Linked DNA regions of Anas platyrhynchos: region 1 is linked to region 2. A link is a contact called in public Hi-C data. All regions are on one chromosome and are shown on one strand. Each heading gives the region's core, a stretch centred on a gene start, on an enhancer-like site or on the middle of the called end of the contact. The rest is flanking DNA. Distances are from core to core; before and after follow the strand shown.

Region 1 (6,967 bases), core at 2,248-4,747, 86 kb after region 2:
ATGACCAAGCATTCATCTTTACTTTTATGAGTACTTGTAAAATGCAATTTTCTTGGCTCGATTACTCAAATATTTCTCTAAAACAATTTTCAAATGTATGCTATATGATTTCCACATTACTGTGCATTCATTATGTGTATCTTCCAGCAAGGAAACAATAGCATTCATTTATCTTATGTGGCCATTCAAAGCAGTTTTCAATTTATTATTCACAGCTTACTGAAAATGTGATATTTAATATTAGCTACATCTGAAGGTTCGGAGAGATGTCTCCAAACAGCTCATAACCAGGAAAAGGTTAATTAACCTGCCCTTCCAATTCTTTTAATTTTTAAAGATGACTCTGAAACAAAACCTCAAATCCCAATACCCAGATAGGAAGAGTCTTCGAATTCCCACATCTGAGCCTACCAATTTAATGTCAAATTGGATTAAAACCCCCCAAAGACTAGTTTTCCAGCTTCCTCATGCCCAAGCAGCACTTAGATTTCCCAAGTTGGTGAACTGTCGTGGAAATTTCAGTCACATGAACTTCCCATAAGGGAAACCCACAGAGCTTTGCCCCTGCCCTGCACTTCTCGCTGCTGGGATCTCCTGGCACTGCCTACCACAGCTTGCCTTTCCCACTGGCCACAGCACACAAGCAGGAGGCCAAGCACCACGTGGGTGTATTGGCTTTCCCAGCAGGACATGTAGAGCTGTTACCCAGCAGGCATCCAAGCATTCTGCCTGCTGTGTTACTGACTCTTCATGAATGCAAACATTGGGCCAGACTTGCCTGCTCATCCACTTTGCTTTTCCTGTGTGCTGCGTGCAAGCTTCAGCATTGGTATGTGGAAAGATGAGATTTTACTTTTGCCTCCATCTGTCTTCTGAAAAGTTGGGAATTTAAATATTTTAAAGTTTCCTTGATTTAGGAAATATGGTTTTGTACCTTTGTCTGCATTTGGAAGGTGGCATCACCTGGTGCTGCATGAGCTTGGTCCGATAGCATTCAAGCACAGCAAGTGGATTGAAAAAACTGAGCACAGCAAGTTGTACAGTTGGATGACAATGGAAACAGGGTTTTCTGAAAGAGGGGTGCTAGATATCAAGGACACAAAGAAACGGCCTCAAGTTGCACCAAGGGAAGCTTAGATTAGATATCAGGATTCATTTCTTCATGGAAAGGGTGGTTAGGCATTGAAATGGGCTGCCGAGGAATGTGGTTGAGTCACCATCCGTTCAGGTATTTACAAGATGTGTGGATGTGGCACTTAGGGACATGGTTTAGTGATAAACTTGGAAGTGTTAGGAGATGGTTGGACTTGATAATATTAAGGGTCTTTTTTAAACTAAATGATTCTATGATTCTATATAGAGAGAGTACTCCCTATATGCTAGACGTATTTGCCATTGGGGAAAACATGTTCAACACTTTCCTGCATGTTAGGACATATTACTTTGTAACTCTGAGAGCTGCTGGTTGTTTGCAGAGCCATTCCCTTCAGTGCAGTGTTTGAAGGGCATCAGAACCAACAGTGGATGCAAATCCTGCAAGATAATGCCATGTAGCAGCAGGCAAGCTGAGATCTCCCTTTGGAAGATGGTAGATAATCTTCCTCTGGCCTCTTTGGGTGTCCCAGACCTGTCAAAATAAACTGAAGACAATGACATGAAATTATTTTCTGGAGCTGAATTTGTCAGCTGTACACCATGCTTCATGTGAGGCTGTTTAAACATCAATCATCCAAAGAGCCTGAGTGCAGTAGATAAAGTCTCCACAGGTGCAGCCAGGATAACGCAGAGGGGGGCTTCAAATTGCTCACACAGGGCATTTGTGGTGGCAGTCACAGAGGAGAGGGACATTGAATTTGTCACTAGCAGGGCATAAACCAGCCACTGGCACCTGCAGATACCTGGGTACCAGCCGTGGTGACGCTGGAGACATCAGACCACAGGCAGCACTGCATGGCGGTGGATTTATTCCCCCTAGCCAAGTCCTTGCACAGCTCCTCCCCATAAAATCTGTTTACTCTGTGCTCTGTTCCAAGACTACCCTTTGTCCCTAATTAAGAAGGTAAATCTTCAAACATGGTTATGAAGTCAGTATTTCATGGAACTGAATAGCATCCTGGCTGGGAATTTATCACTAAAGGCATTCTAGTCAGAGTGAATCTGGAGTTTTATGGCCTTAATACCTAAATCTTAATTAATATAGCTTAAACTTTTTCCTTTGCATGCATTCTCCTACCTGAATATACTATAAGATTAAGCATGTGCTGCTACGTTTTTATTGCTTATAGGTAATTCATTTGTTTTGTTATAGGCTAGATGCTATAACAGCCTAAAGCAACAGCACAGTAAAATCTACTTGTAATTAATAAGGAGGTAGGCATACACTCCACTGGCTGTGTGCTACACTAGGAGAGCTGTATAAGTGGGGGAATGTATTTGGGTTTATGTGGCAAGGTTTTGGTAGCAGGGAGCTGCAGGGGTGGCCTCTGTGAGAAGAACCCAGCAGCTGCCCCTTTTTAGATAAGGGCCAGTTTCAGCTGGCTCCGAAGGGACCTGCTGCTGGCCAGAGCCGAGACAATAAGCGATGTTGTTTGTGCCTCTGGGAGAGCAGATTTAAGAAATGGAGAAAAAATCTGCTGCTCAACAGAAGCTGGGAGAGAGAGGAGTGAGAAGCAGCCCTGCAGCCCCCAGGTGGGTGCAGCAGGAGGGCACGAGGTGCTCCAGGCAGGCAGCAGCAGTTCCCCTGCGGCCTGTGGAGAGGCCCCTGGTGCAGCAGGCTGTCCCCCTGCAGCCCAGGGGTCCCACATGGAGCAGATCTCCACGCTGCAGCCCCCCCATGGGTGGAGGAGCCCCCGGTGGAGCAGGTGGATGTGGCCTGGAGGAGGCTGCGGCCCATGGAGAGCCCCTGCAGGAGCAGGCCCCGGGCTGGAGCTGCAGCCCGTGGAGAGGAGCCCACGCAAGAGGCTCCTTAAAACAACAAGAGAGATTATCCCCGTTCAATAAGCACTTTTGACTATTGCTAAGCTTTAGCACAACTTAACTAAATCGTCTCCTGTTGTATGTCTTCCTTTTAGCTCCAGTGCTTCTGCTGAGATATTTTTAAATGGAAATGAAAACCTACCTGAGTACAATTACCCTGCATTTAATCTCATTCTTTTAAAACTCTAATTAGGAAAGGGCCTGTTTAGTTGCTCATTTCCTCTTTCACTCTGCCTAAACTCTCTTTGGCCTACAGCATCTTCTCCCTGAGACTCCCTGGAAGTTTTCACCCTTAGGTACGATGCAGTCAGTCCCAAGGGGCGAAAGGAAGAACAGTCCAGGCCAGCCGTGCCCACTGCACACCGCTTTTTACACAAAAGTGTGAAATGCAACTGTAAATATTGTGAGGTCTCAGCCATTTCAGGTTGGTACACAGCGTCTGAGTCACTGGTTGCTGCACAGTGCCTGTGTGTGCGGCGTGTGTCAGTGCAATGGGAGAAGGCAGATGATACCGCTATTATGTGGAATCACTTCCACCCACTGCAGTGACTCACCAGAACGTCACCCAACAGGATTTACATCAGCTCCAAATGCATCTCCGTTATCCACTCCCGTCTCAGCAGATTATTCGTTTCCTCCTCCGGATCCTTCTCTGGATGACAACAATACAGCTACGTGCTTTTCTACCAGAGGTGGCACAGGGCTGGAGGCTCTGCCTCTCCGTTTTCAATTCGTTTGGCAGAACTGAGTTTCTGTCACTTACAGGGGGTGCAGAAATGCAGAACTTTAAGGGCAGTATTTTCCCTTTTCATTGAATGACTGAGCCCTTTTCTCATGAAGGAGGTTTTCTTCTTCAGCTAAGATCCGTTGCCTCTTCTAGGTCCATCTACAGGTATCTTAAAGCATTGACTCATCTGCTGAACTCACGTAACTGAGCACTGATCTTCCTTTGCCAGTCTGTAAACGGCGATGATTCAGGGGTGGTTTAATCTAGCAGAAGAACCAGACAGACTCACTGGTCTCAGCTTGAATTCGCTACTGCTTATAGCACCCATGGGCAAACAAACTGCTCTGGGAAGTCAGCTGGATTTGGGAGGAAGAATCTGGTTCAGAGCAGTCAGCTACTGGCTAGTGGCAGTGCTGCATCCCAGAGCTGTGGGAGCATAAGTGATTTGGGCCTGTTAATAATATTAAATAATTAATTGCATTCTTATTTGTTTGAGGAAGTTGATTAAATTATTAGTTTCCTGGTTCTCTGCTCTGCCATACTTTGTGTATAAATGCAAGCGACATTTAAATACATTTGAGTATTTGGGCTTAAATTAAATTGGTTTACAAATTGGAACATCTCTGGAAATTTGGATTTCTGGCTCTGTACCTTATTTCTCAAACCCATAAAGAGGAAATATTCTAGAGTTGGATTGCTGCCCAAGTAAATACAGCATATAAAAGTAAAATAAAGCAATAAATAAATAAATGATCTATCAAAAATTCTCAAAACACACAGGAGAATTACTGACAGCTTTCCTGTCTCTGCACAGGGACAAGAAGTAATTTCCTGTGTGGAGCAGCAGGTGACCCGTGCTCAGGAGAGGGGGCTGCCGTCACCCACGGGGCAGCGTGTCCCCCTTGGCCACCTGGTCCTGAGCTAAGCATGGGCACATGGAGCTGGGGAACACCACTCCCTGCAGAAGCCGCTGCACCTTGGTCTCTCTGTCTGCCCTGCTCCAGAGGTGCCAGAGCTCCCTGGCTGTGCTTAAAATTTGACTTCACTTGTTTTCTCCATTGCCGGTAATTTATATTGAGAGTTCTCAGGTCTGGCTCTGTCCAAAGACCTGAAGCACAAAGAAAAGGTCTTCAAGAGAAGTTTCACTCACGTGTCCTGTAATTGAGGCCATGCACATTGAAATGTCGTATTTCACAGGTGTATCCCACTCTTCCAAGATTTTCCATGTTCTTTATTAGACAATTTCCAGGCATCACTTTCCCTTTACTAGTACCTAAGTCCATGTTGGTTTTTAGCTGCCAGAATTTTTTTCTTTATCTTCTTAAGTAACTCTTTGACCTTTGGATCCACACAAAGCAATACATCATTATAAAAATCTCAAAAATTTACCTTTCTCTAGGAATTGTTTGCAGGTGAAAGACAGGCTTTCCTACTCTGATTTCATGCCTTACTTTTATTTTCTTTTTAAACAGCAGTTCGTAATTACAACTTACCAAAGACAAGACTATGAAAGAGCTTCTCATCAGCCAGAAAGCTGTGCCCTGTCCCCAGCTGAATTACTTTCAGGATATCATTTCCTAGTCAGCACTGACACGTTCAGCAAAGATTTGGTTGCAAATAATAATTCCAACTTTTTATTAATGTTATAAATTATCCTAAGTTTGAAAACAATGATATACAACTTTATTATTATTTTCCTGAATGGCTGAATGATGAGCTGAAATGTCTGCTTTATTATTATTGTTGTTGTTGTTGTTGTTGTTATATTTAAGCAGTTACCAGATTTCAGTGTAAGATATTTTGAATGATATCTACCTACAACATTATGACTCCTTTGAAAGCACAAATTGGAGGATCTACTCATTGTATAAGAATTTGCATTTTATCAGGCTAATCATACCTGTTATCAACATGGGAAAAAGTTGTTTTACTAGAATACAGCTGATCACAAATGGCTAAAAATATTTGCTAACTTAGAGCAGTTGAGGCATGCTTTTATTTTTAAACAGAGAGGAAGGCACTGAAGTAATTTCAGTAGAGTTAGGATTTACTGAAGTGTTATTTGGCTGTTTAAAACTACATTTTTTACCAGCAAATGGGCACTAGTTCAGCAAGCCAGTTCATTTCAAGCCAGTTATAGAAACTATATGTGGAAATTTTGTGGGTTTTGTTAGCACAATGGTCCTGTTGGGCCTTAAAGGCTACTCACTCTCCAGCGTTTATTAAGTGAAACTTCTAGTCATGAATGAATATGGCATAAATATTACATAAAAGACCAACAGCTTTGAAAATCGCCTTCTCCTAAGAACTACCTGAATTTACTGTTGATACTTTCAAAGGGGAAGATGTTTGGGTTGCTGATGTACAAAAAGAGAAGTTCTCTCAACATAAGATGAGCTTTATTTATCCGTCTTCTTCAGCACACTTCGGGTCTCCTGCTGGTCTTCTCCCCTGGTTCATGAGGTGAACTCACCAGACTGGAGCTCTTCACTCTAGAGGGCATCAAGGACTGCAGATTAAAATAAATTAAGTCTGATCTTCTTGGATACCAGCTTAGTGCATGAAGAAAAACACAACACATCTGTGGAGTCTGATCAGACCCAGACCTACAGGCCAGAGAGAAAGGAAATTAAGCTCTGGTGATTTCTGGCAGTGAAGATCCTCATGCAAAAACATCAGGAGTCCTGCTCAAATTAATTCAGTAAGGCTTTGAGAGGAGGTTAGTAAAGTCAGTTCTGTCCCTGTTAACAGAAGATTTTTTTTCTATTTTCAGGAAAAGAAAAAAAAAAAAAACAAAAACAGAGGTTTGTACAGATGCATGCTGATGTTCATGTGTGCAAGTATTGCCCAGTGGTGAGAAAGGATCCAAAGCCCAGGAAATGGAGGAGGAGCTCGTCCATGCATACCTATAGAAAATCTCTCGGATATAATCGTGAGGTTGCCCTGATGCGCTGATGTGACAGACTAAGTGGTTACTTCAGTGAAAAATCATTCTTTGCCCAATGTCACCTAACTTAGGCAAATGCCACCCATTCACACCGAGAACATTCCCTGAAATTTTGGAATTGCTCAGCTGTTGTTTCTAGAAGATGCTGCGCTGCAGAGGAAAACAGCACCATAGGGCATCGCCTCACTCCTCAGTTAAGCCTGTCATTGACAATTGCTTCAGCGCATGGATGATTTATTAGCAGTTTTACCCTGCACCTGGGAGCCCTTACCATGCACCACGGGTTTGTTGTACCACATCTGTGTGAAGAGAACAGT
Region 2 (7,264 bases), core at 170-2,669:
GTTTCATACAGCCTGGGCTTGCTGCTCTTGCTGCCGTTCTCCCACGAGGGGGCAGGCCCGGCTCAGAGGCCGGGATGGAGCCGTCAATCTTCACAGCGAGAGCATCTTGAGGAAAAAAAAAATATATGATGTGAGCAAAAGGAATTGCCTCGGCTTTGGTCTCCAGTCCAACCAGATCCGCCTGCGCTTGCCAAATCGAGTATTGCTCATGCTTTCCTGAGTGCATAAAGCATCTATTAAAAAGAAAACGCCCGCAGGAGCAGCAGCTCCCATCTCACTCCTGCCTTCATCCTGCTCCTGAGGCGCTCGGCGTGGAGCTGGTGCTGAAGCTCCCACCCGTGCTGTGCTGCTCTGTCTGCTGTGCCCGAAAGCTGGAAGCAAGAGAAATGCCCCAAATGAGCGGCCCTAAAGCCGCTCAGGCACAGACCCCGAGCTCCTCCACGTGTGCACATTCCTCGTTCTTCACGCAAGAAAATGAAGGGGTGACGGCGTGCAAGGGAAGCAGCTTTACTCCTGGTGGTGTTTCGGCACGTCGCCCTTGGGGTCTTGCTGGAGAAACGTGAGGTGATCTGGAAGAAACGTGAAGTTGTGGGTTTTCTCCAGGAGGCGAACGGCAGCCCAGCGGCTCACGGAAATCGCTTCACATCTGCTTTTTGCATTCCAGGCACTGTAAAGTCTCTCTCCTTTCTCTCTATACCCGAGACGGGAGAGTCCCAGCACACACTCGGCTTTCTGGTTGCAGAGGGATCACAGAGGCACGCAAGAGGCTCCAGAGAAAGCGGGATGAGTACACGTCCAGACACAGGTTTCCCGGTACCCGGTGGCTGCAGAAGGGCAGCTCTTCGCCTTCTGCCAGCTCCTGTCGCCCACCACTCACTCTGCAGCCTCTCCTCTCGGCGACCACCGCTGCCATTACACGGCTCCACAGAGCTCGCCCCTTTCCCAGCTCACCGCGCACCCTTTATTCCTGCGGGGCAGCCCCCCTTATCCTCAGCCTCTCCACAGAAAGCCCCCCTTAGCCTCCCCTCCACAAAAAGCCCCCACGAAGGGCTCCCCCGGCCCGACCCAGCCGCTCTCCTTCCCTCAGCGCCCCCCCGCCCCTCGCCCCCTCAGGCCCCCGGCCCCGCCATTTTGCCCCCCTCACCGTCTCGGCCGCCACCTCCCGCTGCCTCAGCGCCTTCTGCTTGCCCCGGGGGGGCTCGGAGCCGCCGGGGGGGGGACCCGAGCCCAGCAGCAGCGCCAGGAGCAGCAGCGGGGCGCGGAGCATGGCGAGAGGGAGGCGGGCAGGGGATAAATGGAGCTTTTCACGGCTCCCAGCCCCAGCTCCCTCCCCGGGGAGGCCGGGAACCGGGCGGGAGCGGCCAAGGCAGCGCCGGCCCCCGGCAGCCATTGGCAAGGGGCCGGGGGGCTCCCGCCCCCCTCAAGCCCCGCTCCGGGCACCCGAGGGCTGCAGGGGGAGTAGGGGGGGGGGTGGCACCAAACCCTGCCGGGCACCGCCACCTGAAGGCTTTAACCACCCGCCCGGCTGAGCCCGGTCGATTTGACACAATAAAATGTTGGTTTGTGTGTAAAATAACGCTTCTTTTCTTGGTGGTAGCGGTATACGGGCTGTACGCTGAGTTATACAGGCTATAATGTATGCCCGGTAGCGTTACGAGTGGCAGCACCTCGATGGGTAACGGGTGTGTTGCAGCCTCTGGGGCTCGCAGAGGCGGCTTCCAGAAGGGGGAGATACGCCTCAATACATTGTTTTGTGAAGTATTTATCAAAACCGCACATTTCTGCTGCAGGAATGCACGTTACGAGGCGCTGAGCCATCCGCTCTTTCACGCTGTACAACCAGAGCCCTGTGTACATAAAGCCCCCTTCCACGGCAGCACTTCACGTGCCTGTCTCTAACAAGCAGGTATCTCCATTTTGAACTAAAAGAAGGGAGATTTACATTAGAGTTTATGAGGAAATTCTCCACCTAGAGGGTGGTGAGGCCCTGGCACAGGCTGCCCAGAGAAGCTGTGGATGCCCCATCCCTGGAGGTGCTCAAGGCCAGGCTGGATGGGGCTTTGGGCAGCCTGGGCTGGTGGGAGGTGTCCCTGCCCATGGCAGGGGGATGGAATCAGATGATCTTTAAGGTCCCTTCGAACCCAAACCATTCTGTGATTCTTTCCACTCCAGGCATCAGCAGGAGGCTGAGATGCAGACCCCAAGCTGCACTGTTCCCAAGTGGCCCAAACGCTGGGACTGACACTGGCTATGTCTGAGGTACAGCTGGAGGTACACCCTCAATCACAATGCTGCCCTAAGCCAGGTGGGAAGATTTAAGGAATGATGTACGTGCTTAATTACAGCAACAGCCCCAGTGAATAACCATGAACATGCACGTGCAGAACATTTCTTGCGCAACGGCAGGACACTGCTGGTAAACCTTCGGTTTGCCAGGTCGGTGGCGCTGCTGTGAAGGTGGTAACGTGTGACTGTTCTGCAACTCACCTGTTTGCACAAGCGGGGCATCATTGCCCAGGTGTCTGGGGATCCCCAGCATCAGCACGGACCCTTCCCAGACTGCTGAACTTTTGTATCACCGAGGGTATTTCTTCATGAGGTGTGCTACAGATGAAGTGCGCAGCACAGCAGTGCTGCAGACCTTCATAATACCATGCTTATTATTTTAGGTATCAAAATGTGCACATGCATCTGTATGCATTTTCCCAGCTAGGTTTGCTCACCCTTAGAGTTTAGGTCTAGGCTAGAAGCTTTCAAATGCGAAATTTGTGAATTTCCCTGAATGTTGGAGAAAACCTCAAATTGAATCAGTAATACTGATCTGCTTTGCCTTAGATATTTCCAGGGCAACTGGGGCTGTTGTAATTAAACTTGCCTGACCATCTTTAAGCAAGGATCCATCTTGTGTCAACCAGTGATTCCTTCATCTTACCTATTTAGCCATATGGAGCATTTATTTTTTATATGCAGTCTTGCCAATGGAGATACATGCATCCACTATTTAAATATCACTAAAATCTTCTACACAAGCAGGCTGTACAACCCAGGTGTGCTCACTGTGACACTGTTGGTGCACGGCACGTAGCAGATGCTCACGACACTAGGTTGGTGCCATGCGTGCAGTCTCCCTGCTGCAACTGGCACTGTTTTCCCCTCCTCTCATAGCCTCTCAGCACCCCAAAAAACAGCCACAGAGTTTGGAGAGAAAGATGTGCTCATACACACCAGTGTTTCCACTCACCCCACCTATAAAAGGCTTAAATTCAAGGGCCTGCCCATTGTGTTGCTGGGGCTCTGCTTTTCTTGCACACTCTTTGACTTTATAAATACTGTTAGTCATGATTTTTATTTATTTATTTATTTATTTTATTGAACCAGTAAATAAATGGCGCTCATTCATTCCTCTTCAACTGCAACTGCAGTAGGAAAAAATAAGAGCATTTTCTAATGGAAACCCATTGCCTATGGCTAGTGCAGAGGTTGGGACTGACAGACCAGGTTCCAAGTCTGGTGAAATAAACCCAAATCTGGTGGAAGAGCCCCAAACAGATTTGGAAGAACAGATCACCTCCTTACACAGGGAGGAGAAGCTTTATCATTCAGACATGGTTTCTTCTCAGATAGGAACTACGTTACTTCTGGCTTTTCACAACCAGGAAAGCCAGGCTTAGGTGTCTAAATATTAATTCAATGATGAGGATCTGGAGCCAAAAGGGGCCCAGTGTGGGAAGTGCCAAGTCCTGGACCTTTCATCTGCCTTTAACTCTTACTGCTTCCTAAGTGTCCCCGCTCTGCTGTGCCTGGGGATTCTGGCGCTGAGTGGCAGTCCTGGCTGCGTGCTGCTGTGGGGAGCTTGTGTGTGTCATGGGCTCAGCAGCAAAGCACACGGGGTTAACAGTGCTGTGCTCACCACTGCAACACCCAGTACCTTTGCTGATCTACCTTTGGTGCCTTTAATTGCGGAGTTCATAATTTAGCTCTTGTTAACTTTCTTACGGATATTTTGGGGAAAGCTGGAAGGCAGCATGAGAGGCTGAGCTCAGAGAAGGCTGCTGTATTCCTCGAGTGGCTCTGTGCAGCCTGGCTGTCTGATGGAGGAAACAAAGAGCCATCTGTGCTGCTGCAGAAAGCCAAAGTAAGAGCTCTCAGGAAAAATTATGGCAGGTCTAAGAAATACATATCTCATATTCTACCAAAAAACCCACACAACTTTGGAACTGCATAAAATCAATGGGATCAGTTCCTCGATCCCTTTTAACACCTTTTAATTTATACATTTTATTTATATAGTGTGTTTAATACTTCACCATAATCCAAAACTCCTTCCCCTCTACTTTGTTCTTTTACTAGCACAGATATGCTTATTTAAAAAATCTTCAAGTAGCTTCTGAATAAATGCAGTGAGTGTGGCATTGTAGTCACAGTAGTACTTTACAGGTATGCATATTAACACTGGAATCTTAAAAAATTATTTGAGGAAGTTTTTTTATTATTTTTTTTTTATTATTGGATTATAATACTCAGTAATGTCCTAGTTCAGTCTCTGCAAAAAGCTTAAAAGTGTAAGTCACATCAATATTTTACTTTCTGGGATTCCCTACCTCCAGGTAAAAGTCAAATTATGCTAACATTTCACTATGAAAATAAAATAAAATAAAATAAAATAAAATAAAATAAAATAAAATAAAATAAAATAAAATAAAATAAAATAAAATAAAATAAAATAAAATAAAATAAAATAAAATAAAATAAATTGATCATCCGATTAACAACCAAAAAGAAGAAGGCAGATGTTTGAGCAAAATGACAGCATTCATCAAAACAAGAGGCAAGTAACTGTCATGAAAGCATACACTAACCTTTAAGAGGTTTGCCCACTGAAGGAAAATCCCATGTCCATATACAGGAGGAAGGAATTTTTTGAGTGTGAGATAAAAATCATGCAGTTAGTTAGTCATTCATTCTTCACTTGGATCAGTCTTCTGAATAAACACTTATTTCACATAAGAAATACTGTATTCTTGCACAATAGAAAATGCTAGAGAGATGATTTGCTCTTTACTACACAGATTACTACTCTTTACTCTCTACTACTCAGATTAATTAAGTTTTCTATCAAGATAAACCTTTAATACTTTCACCAAGAAGAGCGGGACATATGTCAGATATCAGAGCATGTCTTACAGAAAGCTTGTCCTTTGGGAAACTGCTGGAGCTATTAGCAGATCAATTTTTTTTTTTCCTCCAAGTAGCCAACTGATTTACGTTTGCTTTTCCCTCTAGCTGTTACTTTTATAGTAATAATTTAAGCATTGAATGTATTAAACTAAATACATTGTCAGACAGAAATAGATAAACTTCAACTGATCTCCCAGGGAGAACTGAGTGCCTCGCTGATAAAGGATAAATCAGGCCATCCAAACTTATCCATCATATAAACATTATGATGAAAAGCCCATACAAAGACTTGTTTCCACTTGCTCACTGGGTGAAGCTTTCTGACTCTGAAGGAGTCTGAAGGCCCCACTGCAAAACTGCCCACCAAGACTGGGGATGGAAGAAGATGAAGCCACAGAAACAAATGAATTGGTCCAGGACACTCAAGTATTTCACAAAACAACATAGGCCAGGGGGCAGTGCTACAGCTCAGCAGTGACAGCTCTGAACATGGGGGGGCTGCCCTGGCTCTGCCCGATGAGCGTGGTGGTGGAGCCCGTGGCATTCCTGAGGCCTGGCTTCTCACATCCACACCGTCCCCAGGCAGCCTGGCCTCAGCAACAACACACCGCAGCTCACTGCAGGCTGTGGGCATGCTGGGCAGCACCTACCTCGTCTGCCCACTGATGGACCCAACAGGATATGGAGTTACGGGGGCTGCTGGGGCAGGCATAGTGAGAGATTTTCACCATAGAATCAGAATCATTAGGGTTGGAAGAGACCTCCAAGATCATCTGGTCCAACCACCTCCCTACCACCAATGTCACCCACTGAACCGCGTCCCCAAGCACCACGTCCAACCTCTCCTTGAGCACCCCCAGGGATGGTGACTCCACCACCTCCCTGGGCAACCCATTCCAGTGCCTGACTGCTCTTTCTGAGAAGGAATGTCTCCTAATTTTCAACCTGAACCTCCCATGAGCAGAGTCCCATAGCTAGCTCCACGGATACTTTAACAGATAAAATCTTGCATTAAAATTGTTGCATATGCTAAACTGCAAGTCTCAGTTGACTTTCATCTTAATTGCACTAGTGAAATGGCGCTGGAAATGGTCAAGCACAACGCTGAATCACTGTCTCACAGGGAGATGAAATTGTGTTCTGGCCACAACAGTGGAAGACCTAACAAATTCCTGTGAATAAAATGTATTTTCAAGTCCTTCTTTGATTTATGTTTTTTTGCAAGGGGTGCTCATCTAACTATGCTTCTCTGTGGCATAACTTTGCTTCTTGTGTGGTTTCTGTGCTTCTGTCCTTGTAACTTTGCTGTAATTGCAACACCTCTTGGCTGATTACAAAGCTACATGTCACAAATGAGTGAGACAGTTTCCCATTGTCAAGTACAGAAACTTTCAGTATGTGTGCCCTGAATATATCTAATGCTGTTGAGGTTATATTATTTTAAAAGACAAAGTTCTCCCTTGTTTTTTTCATTGCTTGTCCTTCCTTGTTTTGTCCTGCTGGCTTGGTGACTTTCTCCTTCTCTCCCTAGGAAACCTCATCCCAATTAGCAGCTTCTCTCAGTGTCTGTTCTTATGACGATCTTCTCTACTGAAATCACATTTTAGGAAAAACAGCTTTGAGTAATTTCCAAGGTGAGTCCCGCCTTGAACCAGCCTGATGCATTTGCATCACATCCACTCACTGGCATTTCAGTGACATGTCTTCACATTTCATTAATGATACCCTCTTGGATTGTTAATCTCTTCAGCTGGAAGTCCAGGTTGCAGCCCTGCACGTAGGAACCTGGAAACACAGCAAGTCCAAGAGAGGCAACATCAGTGACCCAAACCCATAGCCAAGGAACGTTTCCACCTGCTTCAGCATCCTCGAATCCTCCGTGTTTGTCTGGGTCATTCAAGACTGGCACGTACTCTCTGATAGTAGGTATGATACTACTAGAGTTAGGCCTGGGGATAATGCAGCTTCCCAGGTAGCTTAAGACATCAACTAATTAAACAATTTAGTATTAATTTTCTCAAAGACTTCATCTGGCAGATCCAGTTTTATATGATCAGGCAGAGCACTAGGAAGATAAAGTGGGATG

The links. A called contact is a pair of places that touch in the nucleus more often than the background predicts.
Region 1: a contact with region 2 is called in a Hi-C map of liver, with 2.2 times the contacts expected there. The contact joins the enhancer-like site here to the promoter of CTHRC1 in region 2. A contact is called at or near these places in 3 of 8 Hi-C or Micro-C datasets (F1 follicle, liver and subcutaneous adipose tissue).

Annotation. Positions count from the first base shown.
Region 1 is chr2:21,138,499-21,145,465 of IASCAAS_PekinDuck_T2T, forward strand. No RefSeq gene overlaps it. Among named protein-coding and RNA genes, the nearest start is that of BAALC, 9.1 kb to the left of the region's middle. Within about 2 kb of position 3,498, at least 4 of the 8 cell types and tissues checked have an H3K27ac peak or open chromatin away from gene starts, as enhancers often do.
Region 2 is chr2:21,054,503-21,061,766 of IASCAAS_PekinDuck_T2T, forward strand. It overlaps CTHRC1 (collagen triple helix repeat containing 1), which reads right to left and starts at 1,420. Exons shown (of 4, transcript XM_027452567.3): 1 at 1,145-1,420. The coding sequence starts at 1,390.